Linked DNA regions of Oncorhynchus mykiss: region 2 is linked to region 1. Evidence: chromatin contacts called from public Hi-C data. All regions are on one chromosome and are shown on one strand. Each heading gives the region's core, a stretch centred on a gene start, on an enhancer-like site or on the middle of the called end of the contact. The rest is flanking DNA. Distances are from core to core; before and after follow the strand shown.

Region 1 (6,737 bases), core at 580-3,079:
AGGCCCTCCGATTTGACATACTGAACTCTATCAGAGAAGTAGTTGGTGAACCAGGCGAGGCACTCATTTGAGAAAACAAGGCTATTGAGTCTGCCGATAAGAATGTGGTGATTGACAGGTCGATGAATACGGCTGCACAGTAATCTCTCTTATCGATGGCGGTTATGATATCGTTTAGGACCTTGAGCGTGGCTGAGGTGCACCAATGACCAGCTCCGAAACCAGATTGCATAGCGGAGAAGGTCCGGGGTGATTCGAAATGGTCCATAATCTGTTTGTTAACTTGGCTTTCGAAGACCTTAGATAGGCAGGGTAGGATAGATATAGATCTATAGCAGTTTGGGTCTAGAGTGTCTCCCCCTTTGAAGAAGGGGATGACCTCGGCAGCTTTCCAATCTATGGGAATCTCAGACGATACAAAAGAGAGGTAGAACATGCTCGTAGTAGGGGTTGCAACAATTTCTGCAGATAATTTTAGAAAGAGAGGGTCCAGATTGTCTAGCCCGGCTGATTTGTAGGGGTCCAGATTTTGCAGCTCTTTCAGAACATCAGCCATCTGGATTTGGGTGAAGGAGAAATGGGGGAGGCTTGGGCGAGTTGCTGTGAGGGGTGCCGAATAAACTGTATTCTTTCACGACGAGTTGTTGTGGGAGAACCATACAATGTCATCACGTGACTCCAAATTTACTTCGATATGATGGTTATATTAATATTTGCGCATAAAAGCGTTCACACCGAGATTTCTACAATTCTCGCATAATTAATTTTACCGACACAAAAAGATCCCACCTTGTCTAACGTATTTTCTTTACTCGATATATTGAACGTTTACCGACAAAATCTTTTGTTTCCATCAGGCCTGTTATGACATGTTATATCCTACGTACTTTACTCGCATTTAACAGGTAATAATCCTTGGTTCCAGTCTCTCTGTTCAGGCTGGAGCTGTAGCAAAGATGTTTATAAGTAACCCAAGATAGACTACAGCCTCTCGTTTTCAATGGGAACAATGAGTCAGAGTTGGCAGAACAAGCAAGGACGTGGGCAGAGCAAAGCGTTATTTGCATATTTTCGTTAGGGAACGCTTACTCTGTATTTCGCATGTGAATATTTATTTTATTTTTAACCTTTATTTAACTGGGCAAGTCAGTTAAGAACAAATAATTATTTACAATGACGGTCTACCCCGGCCAAACCCTAAACCAGACAGCGCTGGGCCAATTGTTCGCCGCACTATGGGACTCCCAATCACGGCCAGTTGTGATACATCCTGGAATCGAACCAGGGTCTGTAGTGATGCCTCTAGCACTGAGATGCAGTGCCTTAGACCGCTGCCCACTCGGGAGCCCCTAACTCAATTCTCCCTTGCACTCATTCTAAAACAACGCAATTTTTGGAAGCTTTGCCAAAGTGTAAAGTCTACAAAAATGTGATGCTAGTGTTTCGAAAAGAAAACTGTATTGAGACCAAATGTTTCATAGATGAGAACATTTGCAGAATGTCCCTCAAAATCCATATCGTTTTTTTTTCTTCAGGCCAAATCAAACGAAACGTGAACGAGCATTGCTTCGCATACACGCGAGAAAAGTGGACTTGCTTTCTAATTTCAAGCGCCTGTTTTCTGTCATTCACTACCGTGCATAATCATTCCAGCGAGTACACGCTCTTTCGCGTTTCATTTGATTTGGCCTTCCCACTTCCGTCCACTGGGCTTCCGCTTACCACCATATTTGGTAGGGAGTGTAAACTCCAAGCGGATGTTTCACATTTATACATCCGGTGAAATTTCTGTCTCATTGTTCTATCTGTGGGTGTAGCTTCCACTAGGGGTCAGCAAAGATCTATTTTCAACTACCACGCACACGTTCTCTAGACTACGAGATACATTGTTTCGTTTTTACCGTTACAAATCTAACCAATTGCTGTATCGGTAATGAGTGCAATAACAGTTCGATTAGAGAAAGTACTATCAGACATTTTTAAAGCTTTATTTGTGCTGAAAATATTTTCGATGTGGAATTATCTAGCTCATTTCCTCAGGCGTTTACTTGTGCTACCCAAGGGGTCTTTTCCAAAAGTATTTAGCAGACCAAAATGTTATGGTTGAAACAACGTGTGCACCAAATGTTCCACGCGTACAGTAAAATGACACAAGTTTACATTTCGTCAAGAAGAAGATGATAAGCATTAGAAGATGTTGAAGTGCCGCTGGTTTCGTTCTAGCAACCAACAAACGGCAAGTAAAATTGATTCTACCGCTCAAGACTCGTCATGCGGGTTATGTAAGCCAACATGGCATTTCCCATTGTCAGGAGCACGACTCTGGCTATGCAGACTATAAAAGCCTAATAATGGTCGTCAAACTCATTAACCCATTTGATTGCGAGAAAAGTAATGCATGTATTACATATTCATGTATAGATTATGTAGAGTTTTTCTCTTAAGATATTAAAGCTAGAAAGTTATGGGTTGTAAGAGACAACATTCTGGAAAATAATTTCATCATTTGTGTCAAACTCTGTCAGACCATAATAACAACATCATATTTACATCATCTATAATCCTGTCTCTTTTCCAGCAGTGATGTCGTCCTCCAGTGAAACATGCCCGTTCTGTGGGAAAAACTTCAAGAGACTGAACAGCCACCTTCCCAGATGCAAGATGGCTCCGGTCACCACAACCACACAAAGGTCGCAGACCCCCCCTGGCCCAGCTGACCTCATCACAGACAAGAACAGCAAGAAGACATCTTTATCATCGTCTTCTTCATCACCATCAACAACTTCTACTAAGAGTAAGAAGGCATCATCTTCATCTCCATCACCAGCGTTATCACCATTGGCAACTACAACCAAGAGTAAGAAATCATCATCATTGACAACTACTAAAAACAATAAGAAGACACCATCACCTTCCTCCTCCTCATCGTCATCGTCATCAACAACAACTTCAAAGAAACGGCAGAAGCTCCTTGATGAGACTTTCATTCTCTCCAAGGACAGTCTGGCAAAAGATCCAGCCAATATCCACACAAAACCCAAAGCGATAGCCAAACTCAAAGCAGTCCCTGCCACAGCCCCAGTCCCTGCCACAGCCCCAGTCCCTGCCACAGCCCCAGTCCCTGCCACAGCCCCAGTCCCTGCCACAGCCCCAGTGAGCACTAAAGCCAAAGCTGCCTCTAAGAAGAAGGTTTCACTGCGGGAGCAGATTGAACTATCCGCTCAGACAGCCAGAGCTGCTGCCACACTATCCCAGGAGCCTTTACCAGGGGCACAGAGTGAAGCAAGACCCTTCTGGAAGGAGGAGGTGGGGAGCAGTAGGGAGGAGGTGGGAGGAGAAGAGAAGCTGCAGGGGTCAGGCAGTGGTCAGCCCAGACCCAGCATCCAGGACCACACCACCGTCAAACCTGACCGTCTGTACAGCAAGACAATCGCACTGGACCATAACCCAACCATAACCTCTGACCTCAATAAAGACCGTCTACGCAGCAAGACAAGCAACAGGGGACAACTCATGGTCAACCACGTTTCAACAGTACTGGACCGTGTTCAGACCACAACCGCTGATCGTAACAAAGACTATCTGTATAACAAGACCAGAAGACTGCTCACGGTTGAACTCGGTCAAACCTCCGTGAGGACAGAGTCAGCAACAGCCAATCAGAGCGTGACAAGGGAGAAAGCGCCATTCGACACCATGAAGTATGGCACTGAGCAGAGGATCATGGGTCTGTAGTGTTTCTCTGGTCTTACTGTATTATGGCTGCCTAATCCATTGACATCTCTACTGCCTGTAGATGAGACCAGCACTAACTAACTGGTTAACCATTGACATCCCTACTCCCTGTAGATGAGACCAGCACTAACTAACTGGTTAACCATTGACATCCCTACTCCCTGTAGATGAGACCAGCACTGATTGACTGGCATGTTGTGTTGTAGGTAAACTGTCTCTAGGGGAGGTGAGGCTGAAGGAACTACCTTGCTGGATCGCTACCAGAGCTCCCCGCAACCCCAGAAATGGAGTACAGGCCCTGATCAGCGGTAGAAGACACCCTACACCAGAGATCATCAACTAGATTCAGCTATAGGACGATTGTTTTTCATTGAGCGGATGGTCAGGGGGCTGGAACATAGTCACAAATCATTAGTAGACTACAAATTGACCGCAAGAAGTCCAAACAGATATTTGACAAAAACATAATAATTTTAATCCTAGCTTACATTTGTTTATGATCACATACACTGAGTATACAAAACATTAAGAAGTTACCGGCTACTAAGTTGCTTTGAAAGTAGTGGAAACAACTTTTAATGTACACTGAGTGTACAAAGCATTAGGAACACCTGCTCCTTCCATGACATAGACTGACCAGATGAATCCAGGTGATATTGATGTCACTTATTACATCCACTTCAATCAGTGTAGATGAAGGGGAGGAGACGGGTTAAAGATGGATGTTTAAGCCTTGAGACAATTGAGACATGGATTGTGTGTGTGTGCCGTTGAGGGTGAATGGGCAAGGCCAGATTTAAGCGCCTTTGAACGGGGTATGGTGGTAGGTTTTTATCTTTTTAGATGTTTGTTTTTTTATCAGAAAACTTGGGGTTGCCAAATAAAACGCCAGTAGGGGAACCCAGCCCGACAAACATACACACACATACACATTCACACACAGTGAATCTATTTGGTTATCCCATGATATCTCTTTTAGGTCCATCTACCATCTCTCTCTTTCTTTCTCTAGGATGGCAGTGGTACTACAGGAGGTATATAGATGTGAGGAAAGGTGGAGTGGGAGGAGTGGCCATGCTGCTAGCAGGATACTGCGTCCTGGGCTACACCTGGCACTACCCACACATCAGTAAGTGTGTGACTTCAATCTTTCTTCAAAAAATTGACTGACTTTCTTTATATGTTTACTGACTTGTGTGTTTTCCCTCATTAGAGCATGACCGCTGGAGGAAGTACCACTGAGCCCTGCTGAGCGCCAGCGGTAGGGGTCAAACATAGGGGAAACCTCTCACTCTGGAAGCGCGCCCCTAGTGGTGTGGTGGAGAAACATTTTCCAACAGGAGACATATTTGACGAGCTGCAGCAATGGCGAAAACGCTTTGGCTTCATACACATATTCTTCTGTGTGAAAGGAGATGAAATGTATACAGAAGCAACACTGAGGTGCCCAGGGAAATGGTCTCATTTCAGTTTGAAGTTTAATTTCTTGTAAACCTTGTGTACAACTCTTTAAGTATTTATGTCGCATTTGCTGTTGTTTTGTTAACTGTTTATGAAAGAGAAGGATATCTCAATGTTACAGCACGTCTGCTTCTAGGACAAGTTAAAAATGAATTGTGTTCTCTCTAAACTAGTAAGAACAGCATCAAAGCTAATTCAGCACTCCTAAAGGACTCCCAGCCAATCCAGCAAGTGTCACTGTTGGACTGTTTTTGTTTAAACTGACAATGTACTGTGTGTAGCATGCCCTCCCAATCAATGCCTCAAATGATTGAATGTAGACAAACTGGCCCAAGTATAGTAATACTATAATAACAAGTATTACAGTGTGTGTGCTTGCAGTATTTAACTGACTGTGAAGGTTTTACCAATACTACATGTTTGAGAAAGGTCAAGTTTCAAATGAATCAGGCTATGCCCATTTATGATTGTATTCAAAATGAATTTATTGTTGACTTTTCTCTTTCTGTTGTAGTGAACACAAACTAAAAATGAACAACACAGTATTTGTAACAATTTCACTTGGAACACTTCATAGCCAACAGAATACAAAAAAAAAACTGTTTTTACATTCTTCTTCTTTACAAAAAAGTATAAATATTGTTTCATTTTTATATATAGATATATATAAAAACTATACAAATCATGTACAGAGTGAGACAAAAGTAAACAGTGAAAATGGGGGTAATGAAGTAAAAATGTGTCACTCCTTGGCAGAAAGAGCCTAGTTTATCAACCTTAGGCACTCCTGTGGGAAACGACTGTTCCCCATTAAGTGCACTACTTTTGCTCCACGCCACATAAGCTTGTCAAAAGTAGTGCACTATCACAGGCATAGGGTGTAATTTGAGACATGGGGGTGGTCAGGACCAGGGCTGAAATACAGAGGGTTGACAAGACAACATGTAAAACAGACAGCTGTGTTCTCTCTCTAAAGCCTTCAGTCTGTTCATTCAGTCAATTTATGAGCATAGACACTCCCCTCTCTCTCTCTCTCCTGTTGATTGGGGTATAATTGTTGGGCGGGGCAGGAGGATTGAGTGACGTGATGGATAGAAGAGGAGAGGAAAGTTAAGCAGGCGAAGTAATGAGTGACATTCGTCCAGCGTACGTACGCAGAGACATACAACCCATGACCTTCCAGAGTCATTAAATCTCACCATGGTTACAGTGGTTGCGTGTTAACTTCGCTGGTACACACATCCCTAACAACACAAATCGTGATTTATAAAAATTAAAAAATTGAAACCAAAAAAAGATAAACACGGCAAAACATTTCTCCCTCAATCTGAGGAGTTAGTTCCCCCCCAGCACCAATACACTCTAACGAGAGTGAATGTGTGTGAGTGCAGAGGGGCGTCACATACCTTTAAGGTACAAAAGAAAAATGCCAAATAAGAAAATGACAACTGACAGAAAACCAAAAGCTGCTTGTTTAGTCGTTATATAGACACAAGAGTGTGAGTGAGTCTCTCTGGTTTGACTTTACCGTGAAGACTGAA
Region 2 (7,102 bases), core at 3,828-6,327, 130 kb after region 1:
ACTCTGTACCGGTAACCCCTGTAGATAGCCTCGCTGTAGTTATTTTACCGCTGCTCTTTAATTATTTGTTACTTTTATTTATATATATTTTTTACGTTTATTTTTTTTCAACTGTATTGTTGGTTAAGGGCTTGTATAAGCATTTCAGTGTAAGGGTTGTTTGTATTCAGCGCATGTGACAAATAAAATAGGATATTTGGGCATTTTTGTGCTTTCAAGACAACTGTGATATACAGGTCAGAAAGAAGCCCGAGTACCCAGTTGTTTTAAGCGCTGCTTCTTAAAAATGTTTTATTTTTTAAAGATGTCACCTTTATTTAACCAGTTAGGCTAGTTGAGAACACCTTTATTTAACCAGGTAGGCTAGTTGAGAACAGATTTATTTAACCAGGTAGACTAGTTGAGAACAAGTTCTCATTTGCAACTGCGACCTGACCAAGATAAAGCATAGCAGTTCGACACATACAACACAATTACACATGGAATAAACAAACAAAACATTTCTAACAAACTTTCTAGAGCTCCGACTTTGTGACCTTAAGATCACTGACGTCATGATTTGACCTTATCCCAGTTGTCTTCAAGAGATCTCTACTGTCTTTGCTGTAACATTATCCAGTGTCCCTGTTTTATTGTATCAGTGCTACATTTTGAGGACATTTGACTAAATAGGTGTTCATATAGGTTGAGAAACACTGGTCGGGTGTTCGGAGTCTCCACTGGCTGAAAAGTGATTGCATTTGTTTTGAAACTGATGGCTTGTGGTTTGTTGACAACTGTAGCATTTTAACTAAACCTAATCCAGTTATGGTTGGAATGGAATGATAAACATATGGAAACCACATGTTTGACTCCATACCATTTATTCAATTCCAGCCATTAATGAGCCCGTCCTTCTACAGCTCCTCCCACCAGGCTCCACTGACTTACATTGCAGGTTAGGAGAATGAGATTAAGGTTAGGAAAAAGGTTAGAGTTAGCTAAAATGCTACAGTTGTTAATAACTGTTATCCCAGACAACTAGATGGAGCAGTACTAGTAGCCACAACCGTACAATCCACCAGTATCATAACACCGGCTGGCCCTATTCTGCCTTCTCAAAAGAAAATTAATTTGAAAAGATGCACCATGTTTCTGAATGATGCTGCCTTGTTGACAATATGACCGGGCGGCACAGATTACTATTCAATTTGAGAAGCTCCTTCCTTATCGCTTTTTCCCGGTCACGGCACAGGCCATCCCGGTTCAGCTTAGTCAAACTCCCTCAGTGAAATAGATCAGATGCTGTGCCATTGATTCTGTCAGAAATAAAGAACATCATGGAGGTTCATTCATAAAATGAAAGCTTTAATACAAGTATTTCAGCAATCCAGGTTTCAATATAAACATACAATCCTTGACAAAGTACTGGCATGATGTGTTCCCTATGTTACAATCATGGAGATTGAGAGAGGGCTATAACTAGTCCACTCATGATATAAATAAACGGGGCTATCAAATACCAGATGAGTAGGTGGAATGAATGGGTTGCCTTAACCCAAAGACCAGAATTAAGACTCATTTCTACATTGTAGGTTTTTCAATATAATCAGTTATCTTTGGATTGACTTGAATTCCACTTGAACAAAGCTGCGTTCTTCACCTCTGTGCTAACTGACAACAAAAAAAAACAAAATGCAATTGATTGAATTTATCAGTAGGCAAGAGCTGCAACATTCAAAAACAAAACTCTAAACCAGAATGCTGTGAGGTCACTGAATGCCTCCCTCTCAGTGTTTGGGGTTCTGTGGGCCAGAGCAGAGTTGCGTCTAAACATCACAACGTTCCACAACGTTACTAAGACAGTTCCGCTCCCAGCTTCCCCATGGGAAAATGTTAAGCAAAGTCTGATTCCCGTGTTAAGCATTGTTTGTTCAACCGTTAAACATCTTCAGATCTGTCCTGTGGCATTGAGGCCGCTGGAGATGGTCTCGTAACCAACAGAGACGAGTGTGAGAACACTGCTCTCCACATCCTCCGGCTGACAATGCTCTTGATCCTGCTGCTGGGTTGTATCCATGGCAACACCAACCGGAGCTCCAGACTCCTGCAGCCGCATCTTCTTCCTGCCTCTGCCCCTCCCTTTGCCCTTCCCTGGCCCTTTCTCTTGACCTTTAACCCCGCCCAGCGACCCGTGCAATTTGTCGTTGCCGTTGTCTCGGGGCTTGCGGTGGCGGCGGCGGATGCGTCTCATTGGAGGGCCGGTGTCGACGGGATCGGTTGCCGCAGCGCCAGACAGGATGCGAATTTGTTTGTCGATCACCATGGTGATCATGTCGAGGGCGGCGTCGAGCATCCCGAGGCCCAAGCCGTGAGTCACGTTGTCGAACGACGCACTGTTGACCGGGTCACGAAAACACTTCCTCATCGCCTCCAGGTGGCTCCTATCGCAGAATAAAGGTGTGTTAGGGTCGGTCTCACTGTACAGAAAACGTATAGATCATAGTTAACTCGTGATTACACCGTGCTGTAACCACACTAACCTGGTTTCTATGACCTTGGACCAGTGTTGGACAGTGTTGGTCTCTGGAATAAGCTGCTTGGCCATGTTGCCAAAGTCTATGTAGTCATGGGCAAAGTCCTTCATGTCGTTACACAGGGCTTTGGTGTCACCTGGAAAACACAACAATCTATAAAGCACAAGAGATGCTCACACACACACACACACACACACACACACACACACACACATCGCTTACCCTCTGTGAGCTTGGAAAAGGAAGAAGACACAGAAGTAGTAGTACCAGGAGTAAGACCCAGTATATTTAGAGACTCCTGCAGGGTTTTCTTGCTGGCCGGGCCACGGCTGACCCTGGTGTAGGCTGCTAGTGAACGCAGAGACATCTTCTCTGGAGCCTCCAGACGACGCTTGATCTCGTCATAGGGTATCAGGTACTTGCCTAGGACCAGAGGAACAACAGACAAATTGTGTTGAGTTTTCTACTTATTCCATACTACAGCAGGTGAGGCCAACCTTCTACCTGGAGAGCTACTGGGTGTGCAGGGTTTTGCACCAGCACTGTTCTAACAACTGATTCAGTTAATTATGGTCCTGAGAATGCCTTAGACCGCTGTGCCACTCGGGAGCCCAAGAACATCCTGCAGAAAGAGAGGTCTCCAGTAGGAGGGGCCACACCTGGCCTGATTCCCTCCGTCTCTAGCTGTGGTACTTACGGGCCTTGGAACTCTTCATGTTGGGGTCCAAGAGAGACGACACCTCTGCAAACGGAACATGGGGTACGTGGTTGTGGTTCGGAGCGGCAACCTGGGTCTGGGACATGTCCTCTGCTGGGATCTGAATCTGGGCTTGCATCTGGTTCACATCCCCCATTCGCTGCTGGCCCTGACCCTGTCCATCCCCCAGCACCATGGAGGGGAGATTGGATAACCCTTGTAACCCCGTCAGCCCCTCAACCATCATCTGCTGCGACCCCCCCTGTCCGACAGAGTTGGTCTGTTCTGAGGAGACTTGGAAGATGCCCATGACAGGTTTAACCACTCTGAACACCATGTTGCCCTGGGAGTCCACCCCCGCCAGGCTCTGATTTGATTCCATCTGCTCTGATGTCACTTCCTCTTCAATTCCTGGGTGACTGTTTTGGAGTGTGGAAGAGTTTCTCCTGAACCTTTCTATATTTGTTTGCAATGTCCGGGGTAGGATGAGAATGAGCTTTCACACTGCTCTAAGGTCAGTTATGGGTAAAGTCTGTAGGACAGAAAAAAACAGACATCAAACTTTAGTCTACAGAGTAATAGTCATCATTAATAAGCCATTACAATAATACAAATGTCCTAATTAGATTCCCCAAGTACCTCACATCCAGACTAGGGTTGTTGTTCTTATGAATCTCTTATCTCATCGAGTCGCTATGCAGTCGATGCTTCAAAAATGTGAATTCTTAAACCCTTACGTTAGCCCGCCATTTTTTGTTTGCTGAAATCCGTACCTTTTAATAAAACGTTAATAAAATACAACGACCGACTGTTTCCTTGTTGATTTTCAATTTGCGAGTTGTCCTCTTAGAGGAACAGCAATGAGAAAACAGTCGGTGGTTGTTTTTGAATAACGTTTTATTAAAAAGTATGGACTTCAGCAAACAAAGGCACGCAGATGAGAAACATAGGTACATAACAAGGGTTTGAGAATTTTCACTTTCGAAGTATCGACTGTATCGCGAGTCGGAGGTTCGTTTCTAAAACTCTAGTCTGTGCCCAACTCGTGAATCATCATGGAGTTGAGGTACTCGACTACCAATTAAATAAATAATTCCCACCAGTCGCAGATATTTATCCTCTTTCCCACCCTCTCCAATTCAGCAATGTATATTACTTATATTTAAGATTATATTCTGGTAAATAATGAATGTCTATAACATTTGTATGACATATTGTGGGCTCGTAATAAGAACGCTTTGTCGTCATGCAAAAAACAACATTAGGAGTTTTGACGTCACATTTTAACTCGCCCTCTGTTGGTCACCCACGCGCACACCGGAGGCGCTCCGGGCCGGACGTCGCTAGCAAGCTAGGTATCTTCTATTTGGCAAGGACACCTGCTTCCTATGTAAATCCAACACAGTGCATTCATTAAAAGCATGTAGCTAGCTACTCAGATGATAGATTGGGACCAAAAAGTTTGTTATAAGTACACAGTAACTGCTACCGTTGCAAGTTACCCGAACCACAGTCGCAATTCTGTTTGGTGAAAAGTAAACCGTTAATATTCGCTATTTTCGTCTAAACCTAAACATGGCTGGCTAGGCCTCAAAGGGGGAAGGTAGCGCCTTTGATAAGGCCCAATCGAAATTATGATACAACACATTCAGAACAGGTTGCACAACATTTTCGCGCTAACCTTCACTGCAGTGCAACTAGTGAGGGTTTTCCGACTCACCACTTTGCTGTTTGCGTTTTCCTAACGGCCAGCTGATCCTAGAACGGTGCGTGTGGAGACAGGAGACATTTTCCTTCTTCTCCAGATCTGCTTCGGCGGGTTGCAAATCAGCTCTAGATCTTATTCTTCTTCTTTGATGAAGTTTAACGGAGGTTGGCATCCAATAAATGTTGCATTACCGCCACCTACTAGACTGGAGAATAACTCCCCTATACGTTGCTTGAAAAATACATTAATATGCAAATACCCTACCATCTAACAAAGACTCAAAAAAATATATATATATACAGTACCAGTCAAAAGTTTGGACACACCTACTCATTCAAGGGATTTTCTTTATTTTTACTATTTTCTACATTGCAGAATAATAGTGAAGACATCAAAACTAAGAAATAACACATATGGCTCCATTACTGTCATCAAGGCAAAGGATGGCTACTTTGACGAATCTCAAATATAAAATCTATTTTTATTTGATTAACAATGTTTTGGTTACTACATGATTCCACGTGTGTTATTTCATTGTGTTGATGTCTTCACTATTATTCAACAATGTAGAAAATATAAAAAATTAAAGAAAAACTCTTGAATGAGATGTGTGTCCAAACTTTTGACTGGTACTGTATATTATTGGGATTTTAATCCATAACTTTAATCCATAGTCCTTCGAAAGAAGTATTGTTCACATATTTTTTTTAAACATTTGTATCTAAAAGCATAATATATATAATTCATATTTTGGCATATATATGACATTTTGGCAATACCCAGGCCTCCACAGTATTTCATCTGTAGGTGCTACAAAGCAGATATTGGTCTAATAAATATATCTGTAATATGAGTAGCATTTTTATTTCAATAACAATTTTCTTACATTAATTAATGATATATGTCAACAACCCTTCCTCCAAATTTCCAGTCTATGAATTACATTTCCTGAAAATCCCCCAAATCATGTTATTTTTGTTGTTGTTGTCCTGGTTTCGTGTGGACTCACCCCATTTCCTGTTGTGACGACCTGGGCTCATAGTACAGGGGTAGTGTGTTGCCCCATAATGCTACAGAACTTCCGGTTCAGTCAGAGGTTATGTATGACATTGACCTTAAAATAGGTGTGGCCACACTTTAATCTCCACTCACTCAAGCTTACACACACACACACACACACACACACACACACACACACACACACACACACACACACACTTCTTTTCATCACTGACTCCATATGGAGGGGGCGGAGATGCCGGTGGAAGAGAGAGTTCCTGTAAACATCTCCTGACAGACACACTCTGCGGTGGATGATATCGCTGAACACCATCCGTGCCGGCGGCAGGAGATGATAAACGATCTGTCGCTACACAGTGCTGCTGAAGACAAACACCCCCGCCTCGCTCTCTGTTTTCCTGTCTGTCTGTCTGTCTGTCTGTCTGTCTGTCTGTCTGTCTGTCTGTCTGTCTGTCTGTCTGTCCCTGTACCGCCTAACTCTCTGTTCATCTCTGTACCTGTCTGTTTTCCTGTCTGACTCTCTATCTGTCTGTCTGTCTGTCCCTGTACCGCCTAACTCTCTGTTCATCTCTGTACCTGTCTGTTTTCCTGTCTGACTCTCTATCTGTCTGTCTATCTGTCCCTGTACCCCCCCGCTCTCTTTCTCCCTCTCTCTAGCAGTACAGCATATTCACACATCCTTACAACCCACACAGGGAGGGTTAGTACTGTGTCTGTCTGGTTGCCTCAGAGGGAAGGGTGTTGAAAAGGAGAGACTCTGAGTTTTACTGATCCGTTACCATACCAACTGTCTTAGCTGTGGGAGCTGGCTCTTTTTAATGGGACGGTTTGGGGATGAGGAGCGGGGGGAGGGGGTGGGGTAATGGGATTGGAACCTAAGCCTCTGGGTAGGATTGTGGAACACACACACACACACACACACTCTACAACGACATCATGAAACCTCATGAAAGCTTCAGATGTGCGTGTGCTGTCATCACTCAGCCTGTGTTAAGTGAAGTTAAATCTTCAAAGCTCCACCTATTTTGACCCAGTGAAGATTTCCATCAGTAGCCTACTCATGGCCTGATTCCACATGTCTAACTCTAATGCTGCAGTCTAATTCTAAATTCTAATTCTAATGTATTCTATACGTGATCATCCCTGGTCACATCCTCCCCT

What was found. Hi-C and Micro-C count contacts between places; a contact is called where the count stands out from the background.
Region 2: a Hi-C map of liver shows a contact between it and region 1, with 4 times the contacts expected there. The contact joins the promoter of LOC110491353 here to the promoter of si:dkey-21c1.4 in region 1. A contact is called at or near these places in 2 of 3 Hi-C or Micro-C datasets (blood and liver).

The regions. Positions count from the first base shown.
Region 1 is chr16:11,711,892-11,718,628 of USDA_OmykA_1.1, forward strand. si:dkey-21c1.4 (flocculation protein FLO11) reads left to right here and starts at 1,830. Exons shown (of 5, transcript XM_021564724.2): 1 at 1,830-2,236; 2 at 2,582-3,727; 3 at 3,942-4,043; 4 at 4,748-4,864; 5 at 4,949-5,784. The coding sequence starts at 2,584. The coding sequence ends at 4,977. LOC110491344 (BRD4-interacting chromatin-remodeling complex-associated protein-like) reads right to left here. Exons shown (of 12, transcript XM_021564720.2): 12 at 5,657-6,737.
Region 2 is chr16:11,839,440-11,846,541 of USDA_OmykA_1.1, forward strand. LOC110491353 reads right to left here and starts at 5,078. Exons shown (of 5, transcript XM_021564732.2): 1 at 4,934-5,078; 2 at 3,214-3,745; 3 at 2,739-2,939; 4 at 2,523-2,652; 5 at 1,327-2,423. The coding sequence starts at 3,595. The coding sequence ends at 1,931.